Regions from separate parts of the Arachis hypogaea genome. Here region 2 is linked to region 1. Evidence: chromatin contacts called from public Hi-C data. All regions are on one chromosome and are shown on one strand. The core of a region is the stretch at or near the end of the contact, and the rest is flanking DNA. Distances in the headings are between cores, read along the strand shown.

The links. Hi-C and Micro-C count contacts between places; a contact is called where the count stands out from the background.
Region 2: a Hi-C map of an unstated tissue shows a contact between it and region 1, with 2.9 times the contacts expected there. The contact joins the enhancer-like site here to the promoter of LOC112785268 in region 1. A contact is called at or near these places in 4 of 8 Hi-C or Micro-C datasets (leaf and an unstated tissue).

The regions. Positions count from the first base shown.
Region 1 is chr20:50,104,220-50,108,527 of arahy.Tifrunner.gnm2.J5K5, forward strand. It overlaps LOC112785268 (abscisic acid 8'-hydroxylase 4), which reads right to left and starts at 2,333. Exons shown (of 9, transcript XM_025828726.2): 1 at 1,892-2,333; 2 at 1,471-1,795; 3 at 1,039-1,188; 4 at 508-756; 5 at 245-334. The coding sequence starts at 2,124.
Region 2 is chr20:50,398,256-50,402,563 of arahy.Tifrunner.gnm2.J5K5, forward strand. No RefSeq gene overlaps it. Among protein-coding and RNA genes, the nearest start is that of LOC112782974, 25 kb to the right of the region's middle. Within about 2 kb of position 2,341, at least 2 of the 3 cell types and tissues checked have open chromatin away from gene starts, as enhancers often do.

The sequences.
Region 1 (4,308 bases), core at 1,083-3,582:
ACAACATAAACAATTATCAATCAAATCAAAACACACTATACTTTCAAATCACCTACTTAAATTTTAATATTAGAATAACCATCCGCATACCTAATAAAATGAATATTAGATATATCTATTATTCACGTTGTTTAATATTTTTATTATCTACTTATACTTTTTCAAAATAAGAAGAGAAAATTAATTTGAAACAGAAGAAATAGTACGTATAGGTTAGTAAAAGCAAAAAGTATTTATGACGTACCCTATGAGTAAATGGCATATTTCTGGTTTGACCCCATGTCAATGGCATCTTCCCTTGTTCAGTTGCTTCATATACCGCCATCTGCTCTGCCTACAATTCATACAGTGTAATCCCATTATATTATACTGTTGACTCATCAATAAATAAATAAATAAATAATTTCAACGGTTTAATTTATTATGGCCTACATAGATTTGGAAAATCTTTCCATGGGGACAAAAAGCAAAACATGAAAAATTAAACTTGATGAACTAATAACTTACTTTGATTGCTTCAAGAAGTTTCTGGTCATCATGAAGATATTTGAGAATCCATGTTAGAACACTTGCTGTTGTGTCCTGAGCCGCAAACAGAACCCCAATAACGTTATCTGCTATTTGTTCATCCGTTAATGTTTTCCCCTTTTCATCTCTGTAGTTCAACATGTGACCCAATAGATCCTTCTCCATCAATCTTTGCTCCTTCCTCTTGCTAATTATTTCACTTATTATCTCCCTGATCCTCTTCCTAGCCTTTAACATATTTAAACAAAAAAGAGAAAACATTAAATACGTGAAGAATGGAACATTTTACTTGTTTTTATTTCTTTTTAATTTTTCAATTGTAATAAGTTCTACTGTAAGTGTTAACTGCTTTTTTTTTCTTAAAAACCCAACCATATTACATAAACATGGAAAATACAGGTTGTATACTGTCAAATTAAAAATGTTAAAAGAAAAAGATGAGTAGGTTTCAATTGTAATAAGACTTTTGATTATTTTTCTTTAAAAGAAAATAATGTAGAAAAAGCTTACCAAGAGTGCTTTGGAGTATGAAGTTCCACGAATCATTGTTTGGAAAGAATTGTAGCCTTTCTCAACTATGCTGTAGTTCTCTTTAAGCTGATCTCTATAATTTCCTTCCAAGTTACCAAACACTGAGAGGATCCCAATGTTGAAAGAGAACTGTCAACAAGTGAGTTAGAAAAATCAATAATATAGATCATGACCTTACAATAATAATGGAGGACCCATATATTTATGAGGAACGAATCAACAAATAATAACAAAATCCAAATCCAAATCTAACGCAATGCAATAAAATTAAATCATCAAAAGAGACAATATTAATGGATACCTTAATTTTATTTTTATTATTATCGCATTCATCACATCAAAAATATACTGTTGTTAAGAGAAGATGTACATGAATGATTATATTTTTAGAAAGTAAGTAATGAAAGGAACCTTTTTCATTTCTTGGAAGGCGTTGACGACGTCTCCGGCGGAGACCCAGGATTCCAAGGAGGAAACAACCTCGGTCTCGATGTCCGGGATGAGTCGGCGGATGGTGTCGGGGGATAGGGAGTTCTGGACAAGCTTCCTTATAAGGGTATGGTAGTGGCCTTGGTGGAAGAACAATGCAGAAGGACCTATGAGCTTCTCTTTGCTTTTTGGGTATGTTGGCTTGAACAAGTGCGCGTGTGTCACCAACACAAACCGCGCACCCTCGGGACTCGCCAGCATCACGCATGGACAACCTAGTATGTGTGTCTTAAAAATCTCCCCATATCTGCACACCATACGAACAATAAATAGGTTAGTAATAATATCAATAAACTTATTTATTTATGTCTAACAGAACCTATTCTTTGATAGTTTTAAGAACCTTTTCTGTTTGGACGCGAAGAAGATGTTAGGGTCCTGCGAATAAAGCTGAAGAGTCTCTCCAACGTAAGGCCAACCCATTGAACCAGGTGGAAGCTTAGGCTTATTAGCTACGTTTTCGACTTTGTCTCGTTTCTTTGTTAGAAGATTTGAGAAGAAGAATAAGAACAAGAGGAGGAAGCACATCCATGATAGTAATAATAATAAGGTAGATATAGAAGCACTAATCTCCATACAATATTATTATAGCGCCTTAGCTAGCTTTTTCTTCTTTAATTGGTGATGATAACAAAGGATTATTCAAGTTCCCGCAGTAGTTTGCGGGTGAAGAGAACGAGGAAATTATTAAATGGAAGAATAGGGTAGCTTGCGGTGTTGTGTTCTCTTTGTTCAAAGTTAATGAAGGATACGTTGGAGTTAGATGGTATATATAGAGGCAACAAGTACGCACGGTTGGGAGGCATGGGTCTTTATCTACATACTAATCAAATTTCAAATTAATAATGATTATCTTTTTTAGTTAGATTTTAGTTAAAATGAGATTTCAAGGTACATATTATTGTGAGTAAAATACTGTGTATCTAATTCATAAAAAAAGTCATTCAAATATATATTACTTTTGGAAACATAAAAAATAATTAAAAAGTCGATTTTGATTTATTTTAAGAAGTTATTAAGAGAATAATTAGAGAATGAATTAAAATTCTTTATTATTATTATTATTATCATTATTATTATTATTATTGTAATTTTTATTTTCAATAAATACACTGAAGATTTAAAATTTATTTTTTTTAAAAAAAATTTTAATAGATAAGTCTATTTAATATGAACGCTAGAAGCAAATTCTAGTTTAACAATTTGAGTTATTATAAAAATTGTTCACGTTTAACCCAAAATGTTTGAGCGCTACTATGTATAGTATATATACACTACTACTGTATGGATAACTGCGGCCAAATAGTCAAATGGATCGGACAAATAAAGCATTTCTGATGGATCTCAATTCTCATGGATAAATGTTACAAAAAGAATGATGAGGTGTGACGTGAAGAAGGAGCCCTTATATAATCTGTGTGGTCAAGGTTTCGATTTTAAGTATCTAAGATGGGAATGGTTTGTAATTGTTTTTGAGCTTTTTTTTATTTTGATTTTTTTTATGGAATAAGAAGATGTATTATTATTATTATTATTGTTATTATTATTATTATTATTATTATTATTAATTTAGTGATGATTAATATTATAGTTTTAGGTTAAAAGCTTACAAGTGTTGCTGATGTATGTATTTATTATGCAGAAAATTAATATGTTTAATAACAAGTTTAAATGACCATAGACTGCACTCATCCTCATTGCTGATCTATGTCAAATGTATCTAACATTCTAACTAAATATTCTCTTCTTTCTTCTTTCTTCTAATTGTAACTTACGTGACTAACCCTAAATTAAAAAAAAAAAAATTTCACAAGTAAAACAGAAATGTTTAAAATAGAGTTCAAGCATTAAAAAAAAAAAAAAATTATAAAGTATTGACATTGAAAAGAAAAAAGAGAAAAAAAAGTCAAAAGTTAAAACTAAAAGAAAAATAAAATCAAAGGTTAGATCAGAAGAAAAATCAGCGTAGCAATAATTTTATTTTTGTGTTATCATTCTAGTTTATTGAAATTGTCCTTTTCATACATGTACCATTCGGGTAAGAAGAAGAAAGTGAAAGTTTTGTATCTTTGTTGAAAATCAAAAGTCACAATTAAAACTTGAAGCTAAAGAATGGATCAATGTTTTTAGATTTTTGAAGTCAAAGAAAAAGGAAGAAAGAGAAATAGCTAGATAAGAATTCAAGCCAACTCTAATCACTGCTGCTGTCTCATTTTTTCTCTGTGTTTCTGCTCTAACTTTTAGGAAAGAAGAACAAAGTCAAAGATGTTCAACCAATCTCAAAATTTGGAAGCTTTACTCTTATTTAAAAGGATAAACGGCCAGAAATTGAAGTAAAGAGAGTGAACATACCATTTGGTCTTCATAGCTTTCGAGTCTAACCTCCTCTTTCTTCTTCTTCATGATTTTACATTAAATTTTCTATTCTTTAGTTTTATTCTTCTTTATTTTTCAATTAATAAAAAAAGGCAAATATATAGATATTAGTAAAAGCCATTGAAAAAAAAGACAAAGAGAATAATATTGGAGAAAAATAAAAAATTATGTCAAATTCTTTTGTATGTATTTTTGCTTTATATTCATGATCCTGAGAGGATTCTCTTACTAAGTTGGATGAACACTTAGTGATTAGAAATCTAGGAAGTGAACCTAGCCAAATCAAGTTTGGATAGAAGTTTAATTGGTTTGTCCTTAATAGAATATGGTTAAATCCTTAGGAATTAGTGTTTATAATCTTTGATAAAGATAGTGAAAATTTCA
Region 2 (4,308 bases), core at 1,091-3,590, 290 kb after region 1:
AAAAAAACCCGTCGTCAGAAAACACTGAATGTTCTTGCTCTTCTCAACACCACCCACCATCTAATTAATAATTGTAATCGAACATTTGCTTAGCTACAATTCGCACATAGCAAGCTTTGTGTCTTGTCATCATGTTTATGTTCCTATTAACTCAGAACGTAACAGTTTCTCCAAATACTTCAATTTGACTGAAGATATGCCTCATCATCCTATGCGAGGAGCAATAACATGTAGTAATAAGTGCTTATCCACATTTGGAGCTGTCGCTAAACACGCGTACAAAAGTATAACACTTTATTTGAAACACGGTATATGTGATGCTACTATATGGTAGTTAATTTTTCATACAAGTGCGGCTACAAAAAGCAATGAACTTATACTCCAAGAATGTGGATTTATCACGGCTCTGTAGCTTTGCATTGATGCAGTGAGGATAAAATTTTGATGAATGGCATTACACATATCGCATATGGTTCCTTGTAACTGGCTCAGGAAATTCAACAGCCAACTTTAATATAATGTATTACCTTATTCACTGAAAACTGAAAAAAGTAAACTAAACAACTAAAATATAAATGTAATAAGATATAAATTGTAAAATTATTTTATTTAATAAAAATTTTAGAATTAGATTACTCATTTAAGATTTAAGGTTTAGAGTATTTTAAATTTTTTTTTGTTTTATACCTTTAATAACAAGTTCATTTTAATTTAAAAGAGCGTCGAACACAACATTCTTTTTAGAATGTATTAGTATTTGCGAACTGATAAGTGTGTGATATTTAAATAATAAAGTCAAATTGTTAATCCCATTTGACTTGATTATAAAATGGTGGTGTATGTTAGCTAGATTATGCGGCTCCATTCTTTGTTTTTCATAATTTCATAGAATATAATGAGGTTATTATAATAAAACTTCGCTTTCATCATTGATAAGATCAGTGAATCAGCTAATAGCTGTAGCTGCTACTCTCTCCGACCACAATGCTTGATCTCAATCTAAATCCAAATAAAGTGGCTTCTCCATTGAGTCTGCGAAAGCAAGGTCACTTTCTTACCTCAAGAATATATAGTGGGACGATAGGTGTTATTGTTAAGCAGCACTACTGAGTCTGGGTTGAGATGTACGTTTGTCATTTTTATTTTCCAAACATTTAAAGGTGCTGCCAAATAAATAAATAAATAAATATATATATATATATATATATATATATATATATATATATATATATATTATGCTTTTCTAGTGGTAGTCAAAATATTAAAATATGGTAACATCTTTTGATTAAGTGATTATTATTACTTTAATAATTACAATTATTCTACATGAACGGTTAGACACAAAAATTTAATCACCATTCAATCATCTTTGTAAAAAAAAATATATTTAATATTTATAAAAAAATTAATTATATGACTATAAAAATATTTGATTATTTTGTTATAATAGATTTGATTATTTTATTTTAAATTTTTTTATTATTCTAATAATCAATTATGTTATTAAACAATAAATATAAATAAATATCTAAAATATTTTTGTAAAAATTGTAATCGTTTTTAAATAATTTGTTACAATGGTAACTAATTAAAAATATATTATATTTAACACATTATTAAATTATAAGAACCAACCTATGATTAGATAAAATCTAGTAACATACTAGTGTAGCAAAGATAATGGAATAAAATATGGACAATAATAATGACAATATTATCTAGAATCGCAAGTATTTGCATCTGTCTCTATCTATTCGTGAGGAATAATTATCTACTCAAATGGGGGGCGGGAGAGGTCGGGTTTAGAAAATTTTCGCTCCTATGTATCCGTTTTAATATATATATATATATATAATTTTAATATATAATATATGTAATATATATAAAATAATTAGTAAAATAATTAATAATATTGTATTATTTTTAAATTTTTTATTTTAATTTATATTATATATATAAAATATAAATATATGAAATTTAAAATTTAATTTTATTTATTAAATTTTAATATTATAAAAACGAGACATATTAAGATTTAATTTTTTACTAACTACAAATGAAAATAAAGGAATTTTATACAAAATTATTTTAGGACAGAAAAAGGTTAGGTAGGACAAAAATAGATCACTATCCATCTCATTGTCATCTCTATAGATAGAATTGCTACAAAAAGAAAGAGAACAAAACGGAAAACAAGGTGCCCGCTAGGTTTGTACCAAAAGAAGACAAACAAAATCTGAAAAGCTGAAAGATTATTAGCAGCAGTAGTAGGTGCCTCTATTTATTTATTTATTTATTTTTTATAATTATTTGGATTTTGGAACAAATACATGCGGCGAATTGAATAGCGTCGGCATTTCATGCTTCGATGGGTGGCTTAAGAAAGTGATTACGATGAGTCTATGAGGGAGAAAGGGACTCCCATTATCCTATATTTATGACGTGGATTTTGGTCATGCCTTAAGGGCCTTGGAGCTCAGGGGAAAGTTACCTCTCATATTGGAACAAGTGCCTCATGTGTGGCCGCGATTTCCACGTTGCCATCTCATGTAAGAGATCACCACCCCACTTCCGTTATTTTTCTGCCTAGTCACCCCTATATCAAGGTTTTAATGAAAATACAGAAATTTACTCCACTATTCACAAATTTATAGTAACGTATAGTCACAAAAAAAAAAAAAAAGATTTATAGTAACATATCTATATTCAATTTGATATGTGGTAAATTTTTGTTCGTGTCTAACCAAGTTAGATTGGTCTAATAGTTAGCTCACTAGTCCACTTAAATAAGTATTGGGGTTTGAATCCCACTTTGTATATACAGCAATTCATTGGCTAATAATAAACCCTTAAATAGAACTCAATACCGCGGTGGATTAGTAAAAAAATTTGTTCATATCTACTTGTCGAGTTAAGTCCCAGTTTGGTCTCTAAAATTGGTAAGCTGCAATGATTTAATCCTTAACTTTTTAATTGCTATAATTTAGTCCCCCAAATTCAAACAAGTACACAAATGTAGTCCTTCGTATATTTTCCGTTGTTGGAGCTTAACGCCGATAGTGACGTGCCCTTACTACCAGAATGTCACGCTTCCGGCTGCGCCACTCTGATAGTGAGGAGTATTATGATGACTTCTATATACTTAATAATAAGATATTAGCCTTTGACTCGAAAACGTATCGCTGTTTTGTTGAAAAAATCAGAAATACTGTTAAAATTTTACCAACATGTATATATCCAAAACTTCTTATACAAGTAACTTATACATATTATATACAAACAAATCATACAACTCCTATCCCTCTTAAAAAATTATAATAATAAAGGCAATTGAAATCTATAACATATGTATACAAGAAAAAATAACATATCTAAGAACTTAGCAAAAACTTTGCAGGCTTCTTCGTCCGTCTTGAAAAGAGAAGTCTGTAGGAGGGTGAGAACATCGTCCTCAAAAGGGTTCTCAGTAAAGGGTTTTTAAGAATTGTTACAAGAAGATATTCTAAATAAAACTATTTTCACACGTAGTGATCATCAGTTCATTAATCAAATATAAAACTCATATTTTCTTATAAAAATTTCACGCAAAATAACATTTCATACATTTCACCGCTTACTAAGAAACCATTTTAACCAAAATACTTACCATTGATCAAATCAACTCGGCCTCCGGCCCAAATCTAATCAACTCAACCTCTGGCTCAAATTAAATCAACTCGGCCGTTGGCCCAAAATCAAATCAACTCGGCCTACGGCCCAATTCAAAACAAATCATCATTAAAACTCAATCACAAAATAAAATCAATAACAGACACAAATAATGCAAGACAAACACAATCAGAGAGCAATTACAACCAGTACAACAAATAACAATTAGACAGAAAACATTAGATATGCAAACCAAAATACTTAAGCACACCCAGACAAAGAAAACAAATGCAATATGATGCATGCCTGTCCTACTTGCCGTGAGCTCAAGTGTCGGTTAAATCGCCAGAGCCTAACACATCCAGTAGCTAAACTGCACATTGTCTCTAGGTTGCGCATGTAAGAACCGCAACTAATCAACCGGTTAATTAAGTGATTATATTGCCCAAATTAGCTTCTAAAAAGTTAGAGTGAGAATTTGAGGATTTAAATGTGATTTTTGAACTCAGTGGGTTTTTCTGAGTCAGAAAATGTGTTTTCTGTGAAAAATCGTGAAAACCCACGAACCGGCAGTTGAACCGATTGAACCAGTTCAAGTCTACCCGGTGCCGCACGAGAAATAGTGGAAAAAGTCAAAAAACCTTAGAAAAATATTAAAAA